Linked DNA regions of Canis lupus: region 2 is linked to region 1. The links are chromatin contacts, called in public Hi-C maps. All regions are on one chromosome and are shown on one strand. Each heading gives the region's core, a stretch centred on a gene start, on an enhancer-like site or on the middle of the called end of the contact. The rest is flanking DNA. Distances are from core to core; before and after follow the strand shown. Region 1 overlaps ATG2B (autophagy-related protein 2 homolog B). Region 2 holds the start of ATG2B (autophagy-related protein 2 homolog B).

The links. A called contact is a pair of places that touch in the nucleus more often than the background predicts.
Region 2: a contact with region 1 is called in a Hi-C map of blood, with 1.5 times the contacts expected there. The contact joins the promoter of ATG2B here to the enhancer-like site in region 1. A contact is called at or near these places in 2 of 9 Hi-C or Micro-C datasets (both in blood).

What each region holds. Positions count from the first base shown.
Region 1 is chr8:65,401,199-65,405,247 of UU_Cfam_GSD_1.0, reverse strand. It overlaps ATG2B (autophagy-related protein 2 homolog B), which reads left to right. Exons shown (of 42, transcript XM_038545659.1): 19 at 3,201-3,358; 20 at 3,773-3,945. Among named protein-coding and RNA genes, the nearest start is that of GSKIP, 37 kb to the left of the region's middle. Within about 2 kb of position 2,092, at least 2 of the 20 cell types and tissues checked have an H3K27ac peak or open chromatin away from gene starts, as enhancers often do. A contact at or near this core is called in blood, where this site is marked.
Region 2 is chr8:65,437,120-65,441,585 of UU_Cfam_GSD_1.0, reverse strand. ATG2B (autophagy-related protein 2 homolog B) reads left to right here and starts at 1,309. Exons shown (of 42, transcript XM_038545659.1): 1 at 1,309-1,540. The coding sequence starts at 1,379. It overlaps GSKIP (GSK3B-interacting protein), which reads right to left and starts at 1,687. Exons shown (of 3, transcript XM_038545669.1): 1 at 1,378-1,687.

The DNA.
Region 1 (4,049 bases), core at 843-3,342:
ATGGGACTCGATCCCAGGATTGTGGGATCATGCCCGAGCCAAAGGCAGATGCCCAACCGCTGAGCCACCCAGGTGTCCCTGAAAAAATAGTTTCAAAGGAATTTGAGTGCAAAATCTTCGATTTTTAAAGATTTTTTCCACTTCAGTCTCTCTCTATATATATATGTATATATATAATTTATTATTTATATATGTATATATATAATTTATTAAATTTTTTTCAGTCTATATATTTAAAAGTCACCTATTAGTACAATTTAGAATTGAAACTCTACTTAAAACAATAGAGATGAGCATAGTAGAGGCCAAATACAATTGTCATTTGGTGAATATACAGAACATAGAGCTCACACTATGGGAGCTGACTTCTTAGGTGTGCTAGAAAGCAGTCCCAAGGAGCCAGCGGTTAGCACATAGGGAGAGCACATGGGGAGGTCAGTTGGGATGGCTGGTGGGGCTGTTGATTGCTCAGAGGAGGGAACAGGAGAGTGTTCTTTTGGGGAGTTGGTTACATAGTGGTTGCTGGAAAGCGTTACTCTTCTACTCTGCTCTATTTCTGGCTCTCAGGTGCCTACACTTACATAAAAGCTGAAGTTCTCCTTCACCCTGTGGATCTTATAAATGATGTATCTAAGTTCTTGGTATCAATTCTTGGCCCCTTATTTGGCTTTGAATATGTATTTATTATGAAGTTAATATTTTTTAAAGTATTTGAATATTCTCAAACTTAGAGAAGTTGCAAGTATAGTGCAAAGAGCTTTTCTTTTTTTTTTTTTTTCTCCAAACCCTGAACCATTTGAGAGTGAGCTGCTGACCTAATGCCCTTCCCTGAGCACTTGAGTGTGTATTTCCCATAGACATTCTTCTACATAATCATAATTCAGCCCTCAAAATGAGAAAATTAATATTGTTACCTAATCATCACACCCCATTTGAGTTTTGCTAAATGTTTTAGTGTTGCCTCTTTATCCATATAATTTTTATTTTTATTTTCATACATTAAAGAAAGTAACTTTCTGAGCAGGGTTATAACCACTCTGCCTTAACTTCATATACTGTAAGATCTTGGTTTATTCCTTTAGTGCCTTGGTCAACTGGCTCTTTTTAGATGGTCTTAGGTACAGGAGAACTTTTTTCTATTTCAAAATTTCTTTAGAATATAAAAGAATTTTTACTAGCTTTGTTACATGAGGTATTTATTACCTGTTCTATTTCAGGCTCATAACCACAGAATCATGGTGATACGTCCTGAAATATCTTCTTTTAAAAGATATTTTAGAGAGAGCAAGAGCAGGGGAAGGGGCAAATAGAGAGGGAGAGCAAGAATCCTCAAGCAAACTCCCTGCTGAGTGAGGAGCCTGACACAGGGCTCACTTCCATGATCCTGACCTGAGCCGAAATCAGGAGTTGGCCGCTTAATTGATTGAGCCATCCAGGCACCCGCTCTGTCCTTAAATATCTTAAATGTTTTTTTGGGTATTAGAAACATCATCTAATATTTTACAGTATTAATGATATCAAGACCATGTTTAGATCAAAATGTAAATAAGGAAAATGCAAAGTCATATGAAACATATTTACAGCTCAGATTTTACATAAAGTAGTAGTTTCTCTTTAACCTGTAAAGTTAAGAGAATGGTTATAGGGAATAACGTATAGGAAGGGCATTTCCAGAAAATTCATTTTTATATCTTCATTATTTATTTACAAAGGAGTTTAGAGTAAGATCTGGGCTTAGACTCTTGTTTCTTTGTCCTGTGAGCAATATACCCAAGAAGCAGTGACCCAATAAGTATCACACAGTTTGGGGGCAGAGTTGTCATTTGTTCTGAGAGGAGACTTGTTTTTGCCCTGTATCTCTGGTATTCTTCACCTACTGATAGTTCCAAATGGAGAGCTTTTGGAGTGGGGATTTCAGTCTACTGAGAGTCATGGCACTCAGTCCTGGTTTATACTTTCTAGGGCTTCAGAAGCTTAGGAATTGGCCCAGGAAGTTCCTAGACAAGTGGCTTCTCACAGGAAGGGCCAGCCTGCCTCATTGCTTGGCACCTTGATTGGTATTCACACTAGGCTTTACGACGAGGCTGTGCCTTTGGCAGTCCTGCCATGTGAGTCATCCACTGGTTGCCTCATCATCAAATGCCTGCTTAATGACAGCCACTGTGCTAGGCACATAGAAATATGACCAAGACCTAAGGCCCTCTCTCTGAGAGGCTATGGTCTAGGAAGGGGAAGCGAGAAAATACTGTTACAGGCGTGTGATTGAGTTAGATTTGTGAAGGATTCACTGTGGGTCCAAATCTAACAGCAGGCTTCAGAGAGGACATTGTAAAAGTCTGAATTTCTATGAAAATGTGGAGCAGAGGTAATTGCAGTGGGGAAGATAGGAGCAGCAAGACATCTGAGTCATGACAGAGTAGGATGTGCTAGAAACCTAGATTGATGTGTATCACCCATTAATCACCAGTATTGACTTGGTCGTGCAGCCAGTTAGAGGATTTCCTGCCTTTATTTCCTGTTTCTGTTGCATTTCTTATGCATTCTTCTCCCATGCACATTTCCTAGGGAAGCTGTGCTTTCTGTGGGAGAGAGACAAAAAGCAGTTATCCCTAGGAACAGTGAGTAATGAGGAGAGCTGAACTGGGAGCTGGACAAGATCTGGGCTATGGTCTGGTCCTCCCCCAAATTAGCTCTGTGACTTTGGGCAGGGCACTTAACCTTTATGAGGCAGTTTCTCCCCAGTGTGAAGTGAGAGTAATGATTCTTCCATGGGCTGCCCCATGGGTGGGTGGGTGGGTCAGATGAGGGTGCATGGTGTGTTCCAGTTTACAGAGAGCTCTCCTATGTGAACAGTGTTTCCTTTTTTTTTTTTTATATATATAAGTTTTTAACTTCCTCCTTTAAGGTGCATTTAGGTGTATGTAATTGATGCACACAACACAGGTAAAACTAGGCTGATAGCTCATTAAGTACCTAATTGTACAGATTGCTTTCTCCTTGCCCTGTAGTTGAGCCGTATCAGTACTTTTCCTATTGAAAGAATGTATTTGATGCTTAAAAAAAAAACTCCTTTGTAGGATCTAATTTCTGTTTTCCATTTAGAAAAACTATTATTCATGTGACTTCTTAAAGGTTATGTTCTTGAGATTACTTTTAGCTGAAGTAGGAGTTATGTATTTTTCAACTTCTGTCTTCTGTAGGATCTTTAATGACTTGCTGCTGTGGGAACCAACAGCTCCTTCACCAGTGGAGACATTTGAAAATATTTCTTATGGTCTTGGTCTTTCTGTAGCCAGTCAGCTGATTAACACCTTCAACAAAGAGAGTTTTAGTCCATTTAAATCCACAGTTCACTATGGTAATGTATTTAACTTTGTTTTGACTTTAAAATGTCGGGTTTATCAATAAACAGAGTAGTAACCTTTACATTCGATAGATTTTAAAATGTTTCTTGGGTATTTCCCCTGGTAATTATATTTTATAATGTCTTCTAATAACAGTATTTCCCCCCTTTTATCTACACATTGAATATTGTCAATTATATATGTTACCTTTATAGTGGTAGTATATATAAAGTTCAGTGGGGAGGAGAAAATAAATAGAAAGTACATTTTTATTGTCATGCCAGATTCTTGGTAAAAAAAAAAAAAAAAAAGGTTGTAAAATATTTTAAAAAATTTTTTTGTAAAATATTTTTGTGATATTGTTTTAGTTGCTATTATATTTCCATAGCTGTTAGCACCATATTTCCTGTGACCTTTGTTTCTCACAGATGAGGAAAGTGGATCTGAGGAGGAGACGTTGCAGTATTTTTCTACAGTGGATCCCAACTATCGTTCCCGTAGGAAAAAAAAATTAGACTCTCAGAACAAGAACTCACAGAGTTTTCTCTCTGTTCTTCTGAGTATCAATCATGGATTAATGGCAGTGTTTACAGATGTCAGGGTAAGGATTTGCAAAGCCGAAGTATTGTTTCAGGTATATTTTATTTTAAATGTGCCATGATTTACACATGCTGTCATTGAGGTAGTGGGAGGTTGTTTCACTGC
Region 2 (4,466 bases), core at 60-2,559, 37 kb before region 1:
CCTGCCAATAACCCGCCGTCTTCACTGTGTATCCCTGGATGCAACCGTCTGTGCTCGGGGCTCGGTTTGGGTTCGTCCCCTACCGCAGCTCGGCAAGTCTCGGGGCGCCGAAGCCCGGCTCGCAGGCCTCTCAGGGCTGGCGGAGCTAGCGGGCGGCTCGGCCTCCGCCGGAGATGCCCCCCCCCCCCCGCCCCAAAAGGCAGAACTAGGATCGCGCTGCTTCCCGGAGCGGCACGAGCGCTTGGCTCAGGTTTCCGCGGGGTCCGGAGCCTCTGGCGTTGAGCACAGAAAGCAGTTCTGCCCGCAGATGCCTCCAAGACTCAAGTTTCCCGGAGCCGGGGTGGGGGGCGGGGGCAGCACGCCCCGCACGAAGAAAGCGCTCTGCAAACCGCCAAGCCGCTGGGCAAACCGGAGCTTCGGAAACAATACCTCGGAGAGGCGGGGAGGGGGCCAACAACTTGCCGACCATGGGCGCCGGCCGCTGCCGGGGGACGGGGTGGAGGGTGGAGGGTGGAGGGGGGCGCGGTGGCGGGAAGGGCCAGGCGCTGCTGCAGCCCCCCCCCCCCCCCCCCCCCCCGCAGCCCGCGCGCTCCGAGAGCCCGTTTCCGGGGTCGGGGTCCCAGGTGACCGCACGGCCCAGGCCAGCCGCGCCCCCGACCCCTGTCGGCCCGTCCGGGTCGCAGCCCCCCCTCCCTCCGCCCCCCGGGCAGCCCCCGCCGGCTCACCTGCGCGCGCCCGGCGTCCTCCGCTTCCCCCCTCGGGAGGCGTCTGGAGCCGACCCGCGGCGCCGTCCCGCCTCCCGCGCTCGCCCCGCCCCCTCCGAGCCGGAACCGCGGGCTTCCGGGCGCTTCTCCCCGCCCCCTCGCCCCTAGTGTGGCGTCACTTCCGCCAGCGCCCGGCCGCGCGCCGCGAGCGTGGGCGTCGCGCACGCGCCGGGAGCGCCCCAGAGTCGGGAGCGCGCCCCGCGGATGACAACAAATTCGTCGCGCGGCGGAGGCGGTGGAGGAGGCCGCCTCGGTACCTGCCGCGGGCCGTGCCGCGTGCGCCCCTGCATCCTGCCTGCGTGACGACTGGGGCCCTCGCGGAGGCCTCCCCACGCCCCCACACCCCCCCGGGCCTGGGGCGTCGGGTCCCCGCCGGGCCTAGCGCGAGCCGCGCGGCGCGGGCCATGGGGTCGCCCTGAGGGACGCCCGGCGCCCAGCGGGCATGGAGGGGCCGTCCCGGGCTTAGGCCCCGCCGCCGGGACTCGAGCCGCCGCCGCCGCCGCCTCCGCCGTCGCCGCGGCCTGGAGCCGGAGCCGGAGCCGGAGCCGGAGCCTGGGCCCCAGGGCCGGAGCCGCCGCCTGCAGCCCCCGCGGGCCCCGTTGCCGGCGCTCACCATGCCGTGGCCGTTCTCGGAGTCCATCAAGAAGAGGGCATGTCGCTACCTCCTGCAGAGATACCTGGGCCACTTCCTGCAGGAGAAGCTGAGCCTGGAGCAGCTCAGCCTGGACCTGTACCAGGGCACCGGCTCCCTCGCCCAAGTCCCCTTGGACAAATGGGTAAGAGCCGCCGGCGGCCGGCCGGGAGGGTCTCGCTCCCCCTCCTCGGGGATCGGCGGGCGGGTGTCACCCGTCACCCGCGCTGGGTGACGTCCACCCCCTTCCCCTTCCCCCTCCCCCTCCGCCTCCCGCTCCCCGGGGATTGTTTGGATCCCAGCGTGGCAGGGCTCACGGAAATGTGTTCTAGTGTTTATAGTCTGTTTCTAGCAAGTTGCGCCCCCCCCCCCCCATCACGTGCTTCGGAAACTTAACGGAGGGGATGGAGTCTACACTGCGGGGAGCGGTTGCGTCGGGGGTTGGGGGGGGCCCTGCGAGGAGGTGACCGGGCTGCCCCTTGGGTAGCGAGGGTCGCAGGGTTCCGCGGCGAACACATCCTGTTTCAGGACATGACAGTCCGGGAAGATTAAGGGTCGGGGAGGACGTTTGGGGATGTCAGGCTTCCTCGTCATCCCTTCACTTGGTTTGGGAGGGCCGCCTGTGCAGCGCCTGCCATCTGGGAGGAAGGAGGCGAAGGCCGCCGGCCGCTCTGCCTGTTTTGGCTTAATGATACCTACGCCGGCGAGGCCCACCTGTGAGTGCCTGTGTGTGGCCCTAGTAGGGCGCTTCGGTTTTGCTTATTGGCCTCACGTGACCGAGCGTGAAAGCAGGTGTTGCAGAAGCACTGACGCTGCGGCGTTTGAAAACCTGCTTTCTACTTGTCAGCGGGAGGCTGTGCGCGGACTCGGTGTGTCTTACAGGTGCTTCAGTCCGGACGGTTGTACCTGCATTTGTAGGTGCGACGCGGAGCGCTTCACTTAAACTGTATTCAGCCGGGAGTTGAATAAGAACCGACCGGCGTTTTTTTTTTTTTTTTAACATTTCTTTTTTTTTTTTTAAATTTTTTAAGATTTTATTTATTCATGAGAGACACACAGAGAGGCAGAGACACAGGCAGAGGGAGAAGCAGGCTCCATGCGGGGAGCCCGATGTGGGACTCGATCCCGGGTCTCCAGGGCCACATCCTGGGCTGCAGGCAGCGCTAAACCGCTGGGCCACTCAGGGATCCCCCTGACCAGCTTTTCTCCTGCCCCCAACCCTTCATTTTTTTGCGCTGGAGTTTGCTGCTAGCGGTTTGGATTGGTTTGTGGCGTTTTAGAGGTTTACTATCCTAAATGCATTCGTACACAGGTTACGTTTAGGACGTTATAAACATAGTGACTTTCCCGGTAGTGATAGTTGAGCAAAACAAAAGGAAACCTCCCCGTGCACCATGGGGAGGTGCTGTGTGAAAAGCTAAACTATTTTCTTTTATATAAAAGTGTTAACAGTAATGACTTCTTAGCCACAGAAACCTGAAAAACTCAAATTATGGTAACATCTTATTATGACCCTTCAATTAATTGCACTTGTATGAATAAACGTTTTCTTTTTTAATACGTAGATGACTTAACTAGGAAGAGTACACATAGTGGAAAGAGTTTGAGTAGATCCAGTCCCACATGAGGCTAAATCACACTAACCCAGGCTGCCAGTTAGCTAAGTGACAGTGGGCATAGTAATTCACCTCAGATTAATAAACCTTAATGGAGTATACATTCCATGCCAGGCACTGTGTCAGGACAGTGTGTTGCTGTAATTCTTCGCTGAAGATAAGGATTCTGATGGATATTTTTCAGTTTAGTGACCCATGAGTCTATACTTTTAGTATAGGTATGAAAAAGCGATCTTAGAGGAGGAGGATTGGAGATCTATTCATTGTCTTTTGTGGGTTGAATGATCTTATGCATTATTTCTAAATGACTTTTCACATTAACCCTGTAACGCAGGTACTATTATTTCTATTTTAAAGTTGGAGTTAAATAATATGCCCCAAGTCACACAGCTAGCAAATGGTACTGTGAGAAATCAGACCTAATTTTTAAGCCCCTTGTTTCTTCACTAATCACATGGCTGCAAGCCAGGGAAATGGTTGTTACTGTTTATTGGGCATCTATTTCAGGTACTGTGTGCACTAGGCATTCTTATTTGTGTTTTTAATCTTCATGGGAAATCAGGCAGCGATTTTTTTTTAATGTTCTGTTTTGTTTTCTCATTTGTTTTTTTTAGAGAGAACGCGAGCGCGTGCGTATGCACACACGTGTGTGCAGGAGAGGGGAAGGGCAGAGGGAGACGGGGAGAGAGAAACTTAAGCGAACTCCACACAGCACAGAGCCTAATTGGAGCCTGACCTCCATCTCAGGACCCTGAGATCATAACTTGAGCCGAAATCAAGAGTCAGGTGCCTAACTGACTGAGCCACGTAGGTGCCTCAGGTGGTGGAGATTGAATTTACAACTTCAGGATTGTTAAGAAAACAATTTATGGTTAGACCTAATCTGAGGATTATGGTTCTGTTCCTCGAAGGCAAAGAATATGGCCAAATGTCAAAGCATTCAGTAAATATTTGCTGTTGCTGATTATCTGTTATAGTATGCTGTGTTTGAACTAGTCTAAATTTTGATGTGACACTTAGCTATAACTCTTCAAAGCTCTGATTCCAAATTCAGTTGCTTTTGACTCTTGATTTTAATGATTTTCATGAGTGGAAAAAAAAGATACCTCAAGAAGATTCATAGGTCCAAATGGAAGAATCACATCATTGGCGACGTTAGTAACGGTTCAATCCTCAGCCATCAGTTATGCACAAGATTGTGTTGAAATTCCCTTCTTCCTTGATCTCAGTTTTCTTGCTATTTAATTAGAAGTTGTTGCATTTTTATATATTAAAAATTAACTTTAAAACCTTTTTTAAAAAACTAAGACTTTTAGATTCACTTGGATAATCTTTTCATGTTTTCAGATCTTTTATAATGTATGTAGATGACTTTAAAAAATAGACAATATTTTTAACATGTTTCAGTAACAAAATCATGTATGAATGGAAACATTTCCAAATATAATTTTCCAA